Regions from separate parts of the Rattus norvegicus genome. Here region 2 is linked to region 1. A link is a contact called in public Hi-C data. All regions are on one chromosome and are shown on one strand. The core of a region is the stretch at or near the end of the contact, and the rest is flanking DNA. Distances in the headings are between cores, read along the strand shown. Region 1 has its middle 97 kb from the start of Basp1. Region 2 overlaps Myo10 (myosin X).

Region 1 (7,693 bases), core at 982-3,481:
ACGCAACACAGCATGGAAATTGGATAATTGTTTTAAAAAGAAAAATATATGTATGGCAAAGTACAAACTTTCAATTTAAAGTAGCCTTTCAACTCTAGCAGGCAAATCCTCTTACTTTGATGTGGCTAACTTAAGAAACTCTCAAAATACACATGATTACATTTTTGCAATGTTATGAATTCTGTGAAAAAAATAATCACTACTTTCTGCGTCATAAACCATATTGGGAAAAGGTTTGCTATTCCTAATATTAGATTCTTCTCTGCTCCATCAGATGATCTTGAAGACATAATAATGCTGAGAATCATATATTTACGGGGGTCAAATTCAGGATCCACTTGGACTAGCGAGTGGTTTATTTTGGTGCCCTGTCCCTTCAGATGCCCCTTTCCTCTGCTGTGTACTGTTATGTCCCCACCAGCCCATGGGTCGTAGACCAGGCAACAGTTCCCAAGAGAACCAGGCAAGCACACGCAACAATGATAGAGAAAAAGAAGATTCAAACCCAAACCCAAACCAAATGGAAGGTTTTGTAGACTTTTCAGAGGAAAAGCAAGCAGTCACGAATTGAGTGATGGATGTAGCCACTGCCCTGGCTTCCATCTTGTAAGCCCCAGGACGTGCCAAGAAGCGACCAGAATACAAGGCCAAGAAGGATGCTCTGTGTAGATGTTTTCCCTGCAGAGAACACCATGGCGTGTCGTCTCCAGCATCCCTGGGATGGGTGACAGCTGTGAGTCTGCCCTCCACGGTGATCGAGTTTCATGTATCAGGTTGTGGCTGACAAGGGTTCCACATTCCTGCAGTGGGCAGTTCTGTGGCTGCTGACTTTCATGTCAGGAGAGAGCCAAGAGGCTCTAAGAAAGCACTCACTGCACACAGGGCCACACAAAACAAACACAGGCAGCAAATCCCCACTGAAGTCCCACTGACATCAGGCCAAGCTGAAAAACAAACTCTGACATTTCTCACATAGGCGGGACTGAACTTGACTGAGATCCTCGAATGTTTCCTTGGAAATATCAAACATCGGAAAGCACTCTGCTCTTTCTGAGCCCTTCTCTCAAGCGCTGTGCCTCTGGGGAGGACCTCCTGGATTTGCAGTCTTGCAGTTATGCTAAAAAAGAGTCACATCCCGTAGATGCTAGTTCAGACTATTTAGTTTTGAGAATAAACTAATCGCACGGGGGAAAGAATTGGGTAAAGTATTCTTCATTTTCCTGAAGACCTAATATGTGTCAGGCTGTCCATAGCACAAACTGAGTCTTGGTGCTTGGTAATCTTGAGAAATTATTATCCCAGACACATTTTATCCAGTCATTATAGAGACTACATATCTATTTACTCATTGTATGTCACAACAGTAAAGAGATAGTCTTTGGCAAGGAGAGTAGACCACAGCCACCTTATGTCAGACTAGGGCTCTCATGTCTCATGACGTCTCTGTGCAGACCCCTGCTTTTGTTGTTGGCAGTTGTGCATTTTAACCACCCATGCTTCTGTTTGGTCAATCGCAAGCCCACCTGAATGCATGTGACCAATAAGGTGAAGGTGGTGTTTGAAGGGAACCTGCAGCTGTCCCCCCTCCCCCCATCCCTACTCTGCCCCATGCTGCAACTGATTTTTTTCCTCTGCATTGTCATCTCCTACCTCCAGCCCTTCTTTTCCTAAAGCTAAGTTTCCTCTCAGGAAGAGTATGAGTCTTTTTCCCTAAAGGTTTACACCAAAATGGACTGAAGCCGCTAAACAGAGGTACGTGTAGGAACAGAAGTAGCCTGGGAAAATTCATTTCATAGCCTGACAGAATTATCTTAAATAATAAATGGGGAGCCAATGTCTACAGACTTGCATAGTATGCGGATCTATAGATGCATATTAATAACAAAACTGGCAGAAATTAAGATGGCGTTTGGCTCTACTTCGCCGACCTACTGGGAAATGAAATCGTGCTTGTGCTTTTAAAGGGTGGCTGGTTTCCATCGTGGAGAATGCCAAATTTAAAAATAAGAAGATAACTTTAAAGCATGTACTGGAGTTTGATCAGCCAGTTTCACATTTTACAAACTGTGTAGTCAGCCAAATATTAGCGATGGCAAGAAACCCAGTGCTTAGTTTTCAATTCATTCTTCCCTGTAAAATGCTGTAAATTTCAAATCCAGGATTGCACCGTGTTATTTCTCTGAGACCAAAACAAGCCCTCTTGTGGCCAGTTCAAAAGTTACACACTGCATTTCTTGTGTTCTTCGAGGGGTCAGATGTCTGAGACTAACACTTGAAGCTGTAACCGTGATTTTCACCCATGTTTTACCACCAGGAAAAGAACGGCACATACGAAGTACTGTTTTCACACGTTCCCCAGAAGAATTGAGTAGCTCACAGAAACACATGCTGTGTCAGCGGCAGCTTTAATAGCAGGCAACTCGCTGGCCCTGTGTATAGGTTTCCTAACTGATCCTTTCTGTGGGGTCCGGAAATTGGACACTGTCATCACACAATGAGTATACTGCTTGGCTCTGGATGGCCGCACATACACTGTATGGACCTTAAGACTGAAGAGTCCTGTAGCAGGAACTGAGGCTCTGGGATCTGAACTGTTTTGGTTTTGACGAAGTCCATCTTTTTTCTTCCTATCCTGCATTGACCCTGAATCCGCAGACAGATGATGGACCAAGCTGTGTTTTTCCTCTGCCTCCTGAGGAGCCAGATCCTGGAGTCCGGTTAGAGTTGCTTCCTGTAGGGCTGGCTCTTCTCATCAGCTCTCGCTTTTCCTAAAGGGTTTTTCTTTGTGGCTCTCCTTCCCTTCCCTTCCCTTCCCTTCCCTTCCCTTCCCTTCCCTTCCCTTCCCTTCCCTTCCCTTCCCTTCCCTTCCCTTCCCTTCCCTTCCCTTCCCTTCCCTCCCTCCCCTCCCCTCCCCTCCCCTCCCCTTTTCTTTCTTTCTTTCTTTCTTTCTTTCTTTCTTTCTTTCTTTCTTTCTTTCTTTCTTTCTTTGTGACATGAAAGAATGACTGAATCCTGGGAAACTGCAAAAACCAAAAAAAAAAAAAAAAAAGAGGTCAGTTCCCTTTCACCTTTCAGTGGTCACGAGTTGCACAATCAGTACACAGTCAAAACTGCGATGTGGACTTTAGTACCCTCCATGAGACCGCTGGGCTGGCTAGTGTTATGTCAACTTAACACAAGCTAGAGTAACTGGAGAGGATGGAGCCTCGGTTGAGAAAATGCCTCAGTAAGGTCCATCTATTCACAGGCCTGCAGGACATTTTCTTAATTAATGATTGACATGGGAGGGCCCAGCCCATTGTGGGTGGAGCCATCCCTGGGCCAGTGGTCCTGGGTTTTATGAGAAAGTAGGCTGAGAAAGCCAAGGGGAGCAAGCCAGTAGGCAGCATTCCTTTACAGGCTCTGCATCAGCCCCTACCTCCAGAATCCAGCCCAGCTTGAGTTCCTGTCCTGACTTCCTTAATGATAGACTACAGTGTGGAAGTGTAAGCCAAATAAACCCTTTCCTTCATGTTCCTGTGGTCATGGTGTTCAGCTTTCAGTACCCAACACACACTCATCTGTGTGCTTGTGAGTGTAGGGCATTCTGTAAGGTGTTAGCACACGGATGTGTTAGTCACATCTTAACCACAGCCTGTACACACTGTGCCTCTCCCACCAGTCTTTGCCATGCTACCACTGTATACACCCCCGGCTTCCCCACAAACCTGAGCACATGACAATCACACATATCGTTCCCCACCCCCCTCTAATTTTGAATGTGTTGCATGAACAGAGTCACAACTTTTTGAGATGAACTTGCTTTTACCCATAATTCCTTTGACCTATTTGAGTTGTTCATGGTGTGGATTTTCCATTCATCTTTTGAAAGACATTTAGGTTGCTTCCCGTGTTTGGCTGCTATGAATTGAATCTGCTATGAACATTCTTGTACATGTTTTCCCTAAGTTCCTTAAGTTACTGGAAGTACTCAAAGGCTCACTAATGATTTTTTTTTTAGGGGAGTCTACTCAATTTCTTCAGATGGAAGCCATATTACATGCCCTCACATAATCTTCTTCAGGAACTTTTCATGAGTGCACTCTGCTGACACTCATCTTCCTGGTTCTGATACTTCACTATAGCAATAATTATCATTTACTGCTGTGGATTAAGTCTCATTAATGGACCAATGACATCCAGCTTTTGTCCTTGTCCCTGCCCTCATTCCCAAAAGGCACCTCAGGACCAGTGGTTTTCTAAGAGTTTAGGAGCTGCTGTCCACATGCGTGAATGAGTCTGCAGGACTTGGGGAATGTGCTGTCTCTGTAACATGCATACCAAGCTGGAGATTTTGCTTTTTATAAAAAAGGATGTAATGACAGAAATAGTGTAAAATATGTCGACGTATTTTTGTATTGGTTTTACATGGAAATGATTATACTTTCCTGCACACTGGGTAAAATGAGATATGCTATTAAAATTAGTATTGTGGAGGCAGTGAGCTCTTTCAGTAGGTTAAAAGCCCTGACCACCACAGTTGGTTACCTGAGTTTGATTTCTAGGATCCACATGGTGGAAGGAGAGAACTGACACCTGCAGGTTGTCCTGTGACCTACACACTCATGCTGTAGCAGGTACATAGCTCCCACCAATCCCAGTGATTTTAAAACCCCATAAATTGTTATGTCTTGCATGTGCCAAGTACCTCCTCTGCCTCCTCTGAGTTTTTTTATCCACTTCTTTTTTACTTTATAAATGTGACTACAGAAAATGTAAAGTTACTTATGTAGTGTAAAATTATGCTCCTATGGTGTGGTGATGTTCAGTGAGGAAACAGTAGCCAGGGCAGCTAACCAGCTTCCTGTGTGAGAGGTGAGTGACCCACTGATGCTGGTCTTTACTCCAGAGACTCTTGTTTCTATACCATGGTCACATCTTGGTCCATTTTATGCTGTCACAGTAAAATACCCAAGACTAGGTAACTGACCAAGGACAGAAATTCATCCTCTCTCACTTCGAAGTTGGCAAAGGCTAAGATCAAGGAGCTGGGAAATTAGGCCCTGTTCTCATGCGTGTTTGACTGTGACATCCCAAGATGGGGAAGCCTGCATGTCCTCAATGGCAGGAGAGCACAGGCAACCAAATGTGCTCCCACAAATCCTCCTTCTAATAGCATTGTTCCAGCATAAAATAGCTTAGAAATGACTCTGTTGGCATAACCTAAACGTCCTGTCAGGCCTAATGTCTTGAGACTGTCACGCCGGAGACTAAGTTTCAACATGTCCTTTAGACAAGACAAAGGCATACGAAAACTACAGCAACAGACATGCCTTTGATTTGAACTTGTGAAGCCCAGGAGAGACCTCAGAGTCTCTCTGCATGGAATCATACAGACGCTGTTGGACAATGGGGTCTATTTCAAGGACTCAGGAATGCTTTGCATGTGTCTCTCGGACACCTTTGCCATCTGAAACCCTCCAGGACTAATCTCTCTCTCTCTCTCTCTCTCTCTCTCTCTCTCTCTCTCTCTCTCTCTCTCTCTCTCTCTCTGTCTTCCTCTCTGTCCTCCCTTCCCTCCCATCTTTTATCCTTCCATTCTTTCTCTTTCTCTTTTTTCTTTCCTTCCTTCCTCCCTTTCCTGTCCCTCTTGCCCTTCCTTCTTCCTTTTTTCTTTCCTCTCTCTCCCCCTCTCTCCTCCTTCCCTTCTCCCTTCCCTTCCTTCTTTCATCTTTCCTTTCTCTCTCCCCCTCTTTCTTTCTTTCTTTCTTTCTTTCTTTTCTTTCTTTCTTTCTTTCTTTCTTTCTTTCATCTTTCCTTCCTTCCTCCTTTCCTCTCCCACCTTCACTCCCTCCTCCCTCTCTTCCTTCATTCATTCTTTCTCCCTTTTCTTTTCTTCCTTTCCTCCCTCCCCCTTCTCTCTTCTGTCTCTCCAGTTCATCTTTCTTTTATTCTTTGTTCCCTCCCTCTCTCCCCTTATTCCCTCTTCCTCCCGCCGCCCTCCTTCCTTCTTTCCTGCCTTTTACCTTCCACTTTCTACTTTTTGCCCAGATCCTTTTGTTCAGTCCTGGGAGCCACGCCAGAAGCTGTGCTGTTAAAACCATTTCAGAGTTTGTATTCTAGCTCATGGCCACCACTAATGGTGGCCAATATGTCCAAGATTGTTTTAAATGCTACACCATGAGAACTGTCACTTAATTCTTTCATCAGTCCAATGAGATAGCTATTAGCCAGGCCCTATTCAGAGATGATTACTTGCTCTGCTAATAGTGGGTCAGGGATGATACTAACCAATGCTTGCAGAAATTTGGTGAGGTTCATATTAGCAGAGAAATTCTATACAGTGTCCAAGATGCCCAAGCAGAAAAGATATGAGGAAGAATCATAGTCTTTGACATCCTCCTCTTGAATTCCTGCTATTGAACCATAATTCTGTTGGCTGCTTTGGCTTATGAGGCCTCTGTTTACACAAGCAGTTTTATCCAATATTTTATTTCATTCTAAAATTTATCTTATTCTAAAACTTTATTTTATTCTATATTTTATTCCCAAAGTGTTCTCTGTTAACTCCACAAAGTAGAACCATTTACAAACTCTTAGAATGTATGCCTGGGGACTGTGAGTTTTCCTTCCATTCAAGACAGGGTGTATACCTCCCAGGGGAGGATGTCTGTGCCTCCATCCTCCCAGAACAATAGCAAAGCATTTGCTACCTGATTCCTCAGCCTTACGGTTTCAGGCTTACATAACAGACATGCTTACTGAAAGCAACATGTGTGGATGAATAATTGACATTCATGGTCCACTGTTGGTGCAAGTTGTGGTATCTTAGCTACATTCTGGAATGACAGAGGCTGGACTGCTACTGCAAGAGAGATTCTCTGAACAGCTCCCTCCATACATACTTTTCCTGGGTGGCAGCTCAGCTCTTGTGGAATGAAAGCAGCCATGGGGTGTATATGATAGAATGCGCATGGAGATATTCCAATAAAACTTTGAGGACTATGGTTATGATCCCTGTTCTAGAACTGCTCTAGAATGAAGTTTAGAAGTTAGACCTCTGTACTCTTAGAATCCCTGCATGCTGTATTTCGCTAGATTACATTCAATGACCTTTTTCCTCCTCTTATAAAGCTATAAAAAATTCAAACACTCAAAAAGATGTAAGGAGTGTCAGGTGCAGTGGTGCATGCCATTGACCCTAACCCTTGGGAGGCAGAGACAGGCAAATCTCTATGAGTATGGGGCCAGTCTGGTCTATATATTGAATTCTAGGTTACGTGATGATACCCTGTCTCCAAAATCCAACACACACAGACACACATGCATACGTACAGGCACATAGACACAGATGTGCGTGCACACACACACACACACACACACAGAGATTAAGAGAAAGAAACAGAGGGAGGGAGGGAGGGAGGGGGAGAGAGAGAGAGAGAGAGAGAGAGAGAGAGAGAGAGAGAGAGAGAGAGAATAAAGCTAAGGGGGAAATCTAGTGAGATCTAGTGAGAGTGAAGCTTTCGGTGCCCTCCTCCACTTCTTGTCCCTCTTCCTCAGGTGATTCTTGTTAATCTTTATGATGTGCATGCATGTCTCCTGAGACAATGAGCCATGCTCTCTCATCCATTTTAAAATGTGCAAACAACACGGTATCACAAGTTCCCTTCCTGATTCTCTTACGGTGGAAAAATCAAAATGAAAATAAAATATT
Region 2 (6,841 bases), core at 4,078-6,577, 250 kb before region 1:
CCTGCTGAAACTACTCAGTGCTGCCACTGTGCTTTAAAAGTTGCCAGAAACAACACAAGCGAGCATGGCAGGGCCCCAAGAAAACTATTTACGAAGAACACTGGAGGAGATGGATGAAGCGGTCTGAAAATGGAAGGTGATGACCCTTGCTACTGAGCTATATACAGGAAGCGGGGTTAAAACTAAAGGCATATATACTTCGTGTAATTTGTGAGTATGCATGTGTACCTGTGTGCATGCACATACAAGGGTGTGCATGCTACCTTAGACCTTGAAAATGCTAAGCAAGCACTTTACCACTGAGCTGCATCTCCAATTAAAAACCAAACAAAACCAAACAAAACTGCAGGGTATTAGACTAGGCTGTAGCTTGCTGACCTCAGGACAGCTCTTTGCATCCGACAGCTCTCTGCATCCGGTGTCTGTCATGTCTCTAACAAGGCACCAATCAGACACCAAGTGAGTCTGTGGATGATACCCAGCCACACAGCCTTCTGTCAGTTCCAGAGATCACAGCTGGGTACTGCGATCTGTCCTAGGTGAGGCTGTGCAAAAGCCCTGTGCTCACACCCACAGCACATTTCTCTGAACACTACAGCACCTAGGTTAGTGTGTGTCTGAGAGCCTCAGTCGGCAGCAGCCGTCAGTCAGCTTCTCAGAAGCATGAGGTACCTCCTACAATAGCCTGACAGGGAAGGAAGGGAGGGAAGAAGGATGGACAGACCAGGAGATGCTTCTGCCACAGCAGGTGTTGCACAAGGTAGTTGCAGCAGGAAGTGCTGGGTCCATGTCAAGACCATTTCATTTTTAGGAGGTGCAGGAGGGGCCACGGTGGTGGGAGGTGAGACAAAGGTGCCCTACATCACCCTTCCCAGCATGGAAACTCTCTAGGACAACTGGCCTTGAATTCACAGAGATTTGCCTGCCTCTGCCTGCCTGTGCTGGGATGAAAGGTATGCAGCTAAGATCACTTAAGAAATCCTAGCAGGCAAGCCTGGAAAAGAACAGACTAAGTTTAGCTATTCCGTCCCAGAAGCAGAGCAAAGCCTTTGGCCCGGAAGTGTGAACAGAGAAGCGCTACCTGCTTTGGAGGATGGCTTGCTCAACGCTGGACGACTTCTCCTGTAAGCACAAGTCCAGAGAATGCTGGCTGATGACGGACAGAAACTTGAGGATCAACTTGGTGCTTTCTGTTTTCCCTGCCCCGCTTTCACCACTGAAAGACAAAACACGCAAGTTTAGGTTTCTAAGGGAAGATGTACTCTTGAAACAACTAGCTTTGTCAAAGACTCCTTAACACAAGTCACCATTGACAATGGGGAGAATGGAGTTCAAAATCCCTGATGCTGGACCAGGAGGAGGACTCCATGGCTAAGGGGGCCTGCCACCAAGCCTAAGGACCTGACTCCACTTTTTTTTTCTTAAAGACTTATTTATTTTATGTATATGAGTGTTCTATGTACACCTGCAGGCCAGAAGAGGGCATTGGATCCCACGACAGATGGTTGTGATCCACATGTGGTTGCTGGAAATTGAACTGAGAACTTCTGGAAGAGCAGCCAGTGCTCTTAACCACTGAACATTCTTCTCTCCAGCCCCCTGACTTCACTCTTAAACACACATGATACAAAGAAAAAATAGCCCAGACAATATTGCTGATGCCAAGAAGTGCATGCTGACAGGAGCCTGATATAGCTGTCTCCTGAGAGGCTCTGCCAGAGCATGACAAATACAGAGGTAAATGCTTGCAGCTAACCATTGAACTGAGAACGGGGTCCCCATTAGAAGAGTTAGAGGAAGGATTGAAGGAGCTGAAGGGGCTTGCAACCCCATAAGAACAATACCAACCAACCAGAGCTCACAGGGACTACACCACTACCCAAAGACGATACATGGACTGACCCAGGGCTCCAGCTGCATATATAGCAGAGGATGGCCTTGTTGGGAACCAATGGGAGAAGCCCTTGGTCCTGCCAAGGCTGGATCCCTCAATGTAGGGGAATGTCAGGGTGGGCAGGGGGAAAGGGGAGTGAGTGGATGGGTGGGGGAACACCCTCATAGAAGAAGGTGGAGGGGGGATGGGATAGGGGAGTTATGGATGGGAAACCAGGAAAGGGGATAACATTTGAAATGTAAATTTTAAAATATCCAATAAAAAGAAATAAGAAAAAATAGGGTCCCATAGGTCCCTCTGACCTGCACAAGTCTGCTATAGCACATGCATGCCCTCCTCTGACACTGAAATAAGAAATTCAATTTTAAGACTGCCTGTTGCTATGAAGGGAAGCAGAGATCCCTTCTCCTGCAGGCCTGTCCATTTCTGGCCTCCTGTATGCTGCTTTTTATGCAAGACTCAGAAGATAGATGGCGCTGTTCAGATAAGGGGAGCCCTGCGCACGCAAGAGTCTTTACTGGGTCTTGTTCCCAAGCACGTCCCCACTGCAGCAGCCCCTGCTCAGGGGGGCACCCGCTGGGTGTGTGTTCAATGAATGGGCACAGTCACAGTACTTTGGGGGGAGACAATGAGCACAAGGAGACCATTGGTGTTCAGAAACATGAAGTCTGTCCTACCTGACTAGCCGCCCAGATATTCTCAAGACAGACAAGGGCTGAGTGCCTGGCTCAGAGCTAAATACCGAATGTCTGATTTCAAAGTCCCATGGATGTTTTGCACTTAGAAACAGGTAAGGGAGAGTGAACAAAGCATTTCCAATAGAGGGGACCAATGGGAAAAGAAAAGGATGTCTCAGCTATGATGTCTGCCAAGTATAAGGCCGGCACAGAAAACAGGAGGATTGTGGGTAAGATATAACGGAGCAGAGACAAGAAGGCAGGCAAGGCGGTACTGGAAGACACAGCCCATGGTTGGTGACTGTGCTGTGCCCATTAACATCACCTTAAAGAGAAAGCCCTTGAGAGGATACTCCAGAAGAACTGCAGGGTCGCTTCCGGAAGATCAGCTATAGCTATTTCCTCCAGGAGCAGCTATTCCCTAGCTTACGGTTGTTCAGATTGTGTGCCCGTGTAGTACAGAGACGGGAAGGAGCATGAAAGAGACCTGGAGGGAGAGCCCAGTCTACTTTGTGTAAGGCTGTGTTCAGCAAGTACCACGGGGAGGCTAGAGGAAGCCAAGAAGCAAACAGACAAAGAAAGCAAACCAGAAGGGCCGTACGGCCAGACAGAAGCCATCGGAGGCAGGGGGCAGACAGTGCTTGGTGGAAGACGCACAGGAGTACCCGAGTTCTCCAAGTCCTGTGCATGCCAAGGTATGGGGATCTTAAGGAATGCTGCCGGGAACATGGTCAATGATTAAATAATTACATTTAGTAAAGAGAGGAAATATCTCAGATGACAGACACCCCTGAAGCCAGGCTGAGTATCTTGGGCACTCAGTAAATACTTGCATTTGCCAGGCCCATCACAAATACCTTGTCCCCTTTGTAAACATTAGTTTTGAGCATGGATATCATGATTCCAAAGAAAAATGCATCATAGCAAGGGCTCCAAGGGGTCCTGGTAATCAGACAGGCAGACATGTGTTCTCTCCGCAGAGAACAAATACCCATAAGTCGACACCTCCCACGAGATCCAAAGGTAGAACCGAAGAAATTACCACACAGGCCTACCTGGGGCAGCGAGTCTTAGGACCTGGAAACTGTCCTGTTTAATGTTTGAGACAGGAGAGTGACTCACAGTCGAGCCAGTCTGGGCAGAGTTACCTTTTATCCACAATGGGCACCATCCTGATTCAGGACTTAACAGTCCTTTTTTACATACCTGATCTGGGCACAGCCCAGTGCTTAGTGTATGCCTGACACTGACATCATACAAGACTGAGGAGTGTCCAAGCTAGAGAGAAGGTTCAAGGAAACAGCCAAATGGTTACTTATGTCTTAATAGGTACACATCGAGCTGGCAAGTATTGCTGATTGGAAAAAAAAAAACAAGAAAGAGGCAGGTACTGGAAGTATAGCTCAGTAGGTAGAGCTCTTGCCTATTGTGCTGAAAACCTGGATTTGACTCCCTGTACTGCATAAACCAGGAATAGTTGTACAAACATGCAGGAAGTTCACAGTCATCCTTGCCTACCTAGCAAGGCCGATGCTACTATGTAAGACCTTGACTAAAAACAAAAGAAGCAAACAAAAGTCAAGAGAAACAAACTGGGGACATTTCCTGATTGAGATAGACAGGGTTTCTTAAATCCAGGTTATCACCCTCTGACACTCTGAGGTAGAAGTTCAGTCCTAGGGCTGGGCAGGGAGCATGCACAGCACCCCTGACAGACTTGGGGGTGGAGGTGGGGCAGTATGTGACAGAGAGGCTCTGGACAGATATGGGTATCAATGAGCCTACCAGCATGACGACCTGGATGCTGATAACAGTTTCCACATCTGTCCAAAGTTACCACGCTGTACACATGAAATCAGCGCGGTTGACTTTGATAGTTTTACTTTACATTGGAGAGAACAAAACAAATCTACCTCCAAGAAAAAAAAAAAAGTGGCTTCCAGACCTCAGCGTTGGCATAGGGCAGCTATGAGAGAGAGTTGTGAGAGGAAGGGCATATTTTGGGGTGACCATCATGAGCACTCAGAACCCAACCCAGGTTGTGAGGTACCAGGAAATGATACCTGGGGACTTGGAGAAGCTGCCCAGCTGGGATTGGGAGACCAGGAAAACTCTGAGGGGGGGAAAAAGGTAGAGAAGGGAAGAGACAGGATCGAGTAGGCTCAGGAGAAACATCAGAGACCCTGCTTCGACGAAGAGAGTGAGACAGCTGGAGAGAAAATCAGCCGTGGAACCTGATGTGCACATCCCCCCAAGCATGTAAGCATGTAACAGCTGGATACTTTTGATTATGCCAAATTACCTAAAGAAGAAATCAAAGTGTTCAGGGCAGTGAGGCTCAAAGAGCTGGGAGCGCTGTGCTCTGTAATCAGGAAGGAGGCGGGTGAACACCAGCAGCAGACTGTGCTCCAGGAACTGACTCTCCATGCACTGGCATGCTTGGGCTGCTAGCAGGACAGACTGCAGCTGGTAGTTCTAGATCCATGCATGCCTACAATGTCTGGTCCTTACATTCTCCCTTTCTCTGTTTGCATCTGCTGATCAAGCAACGCCCTTCCTATGAATCAAATTCCCAAACAACACATTTTTTCTTAAAACATAAATCAGATCAAACCTAATTTCTGTCATTTCCTAGTTGATGGCTAACTAAAGGGGCATCTCTAGCGTCTAAAAGACTATGTCCAAAGGTTAAACAAAGTCCTTGCATCATGGCTTCTGCAGGACGTAGCACTCGGTTGGAGCAGAGGCTAAAGTTCAAATCTCTGTCGTCAGTCATCCACCAGGTCCAAGCCTCATGCTCTCCACAGAGAAGGTTCTCCGAGCCTCTGTGAGGTTTATAACAAGAGGAGCTTTTCCACAGGGTTTGGTCCCATTCTAGACTGTCCTCACCCATACACATGTCCTTCACCTGCTTCCTACTGTATGTCAGTCACAGACCATGGCCTGTGTCACATAGTCCCATTCCAAGCAAACAGCCAACTCTCCTCAGCACCCAGCAAGCCACACCTCAAGAACCCAGTGATTCTCATACCATCCCACAATACAGAAGACACGGTTAAGAAATGGCTCCATTTTTGAAAACTCCAAACAGCAAGTAAGCGAAGAGCCAACACTTCCTCTGGATTACTCACCCCCTTTGACTGACAGTGAAGGCTGGCCGCTTACCACACACTGTCCCAGTGTGAAGCAGTACAGACAAGCCAGCCTTAGCGTTTTACCCAGGACAGAATTATAGGGGGCATTGTTTAGGACTGTGCTCTGTACAGGGCTCTGAAGGAAGGACGAAATTACACCAAAATGGAGTCACTCCTGACAAGTGCTGCACAATCGAACTGAAGCCTTATGGAAGCACATGAACTCCAGGCTCAACTAGGTTTTACTGAAATCAGGAGACTCCAGTCTGTCTGGGTCAATCTGAGCAGGAAGTTCCTCCACTTCAACCCTTACAAAGGTAGCCTGGGATCAGCCAGTCTGTGTGGTTCTCCTGTTTCACTCCCTGTCCCTCTCAGGAATTCCTCTGTTCTGCTCTGTCCCAGGGAGAACTCTCACTCTACCTAATGGTTTGAAGGTTGCCTCAACTCCTAAATTGTGACAAGGACTCAATGGCACCTACAAGTAAATGAGTTGTGATTTTTGTTTTTGACACTGCTCTACCATCTTCAGAGTTCACTCACATTCAAAAGAACCACAAGAAGCTAAACTCTCCTTATACACACACACACACACACACACACACACACACACACACACACACACACAGAGGGGAGGGGAGAGGGAGAGGGAGAGACACTAAGGTCACTGTCAAATGTAGAAGGCCAACCAAGGATTCACACTAACCTTATTAATACATGGGGGGTGGGGGAATCCTTACATGAGTTTTAAAGTCACATATATGTAACGTCATATACTTAAGGTTTATGATAGCATAAGCTTCCACTTAAATGTCCATTAAAAAGTAGAATTTAGGGGACTGGAGAGACAGCTCAGCAGGGTAGGGCACGTATTGCTCTTGCAGAGGACCTTGGTTGACACTGGGACAGCTCACACCTGCCTGTACGTAACGACACTGTCTGTAGGCACCTGCACACATGTGCAGAACGTGATCTCATGCAGGAACAACACATAGGCATACATTTTTAAAATTTTAATTAATGCGGTAGGGCTTGAAAAAAAAGAAATAAATAATTAATATTTTAGGGGGGAAAAAAGTAGAGTTTCAGAGCAGAACAACCTTGAAATGGTACAGAATGGAAGCCGAAAGGCCTGGCAT

The links. A called contact is a pair of places that touch in the nucleus more often than the background predicts.
Region 2: a Hi-C map of liver shows a contact between it and region 1, with 4 times the contacts expected there. The contact joins two enhancer-like sites. A contact is called at or near these places in 11 of 12 Hi-C or Micro-C datasets (the A7r5 cell line, the Rat2 cell line, Schwann cells and 7 more).

What each region holds. Positions count from the first base shown.
Region 1 is chr2:77,687,454-77,695,146 of GRCr8, reverse strand. No RefSeq gene overlaps it. Among named protein-coding and RNA genes, the nearest start is that of Basp1, 97 kb to the right of the region's middle. Within about 2 kb of position 2,231, at least 3 of the 93 cell types and tissues checked have an H3K27ac peak or open chromatin away from gene starts, as enhancers often do. A contact at or near this core is called in hepatocytes, kidney and liver, where this site is marked.
Region 2 is chr2:77,941,352-77,948,192 of GRCr8, reverse strand. Myo10 (myosin X) reads right to left here. Exons shown (of 41, transcript NM_001401822.1): 5 at 1,082-1,216. Among named protein-coding and RNA genes, the nearest start is that of Myo10, 110 kb to the right of the region's middle. Within about 2 kb of position 5,327, at least 6 of the 93 cell types and tissues checked have an H3K27ac peak or open chromatin away from gene starts, as enhancers often do. A contact at or near this core is called in hepatocytes, kidney and liver, where this site is marked.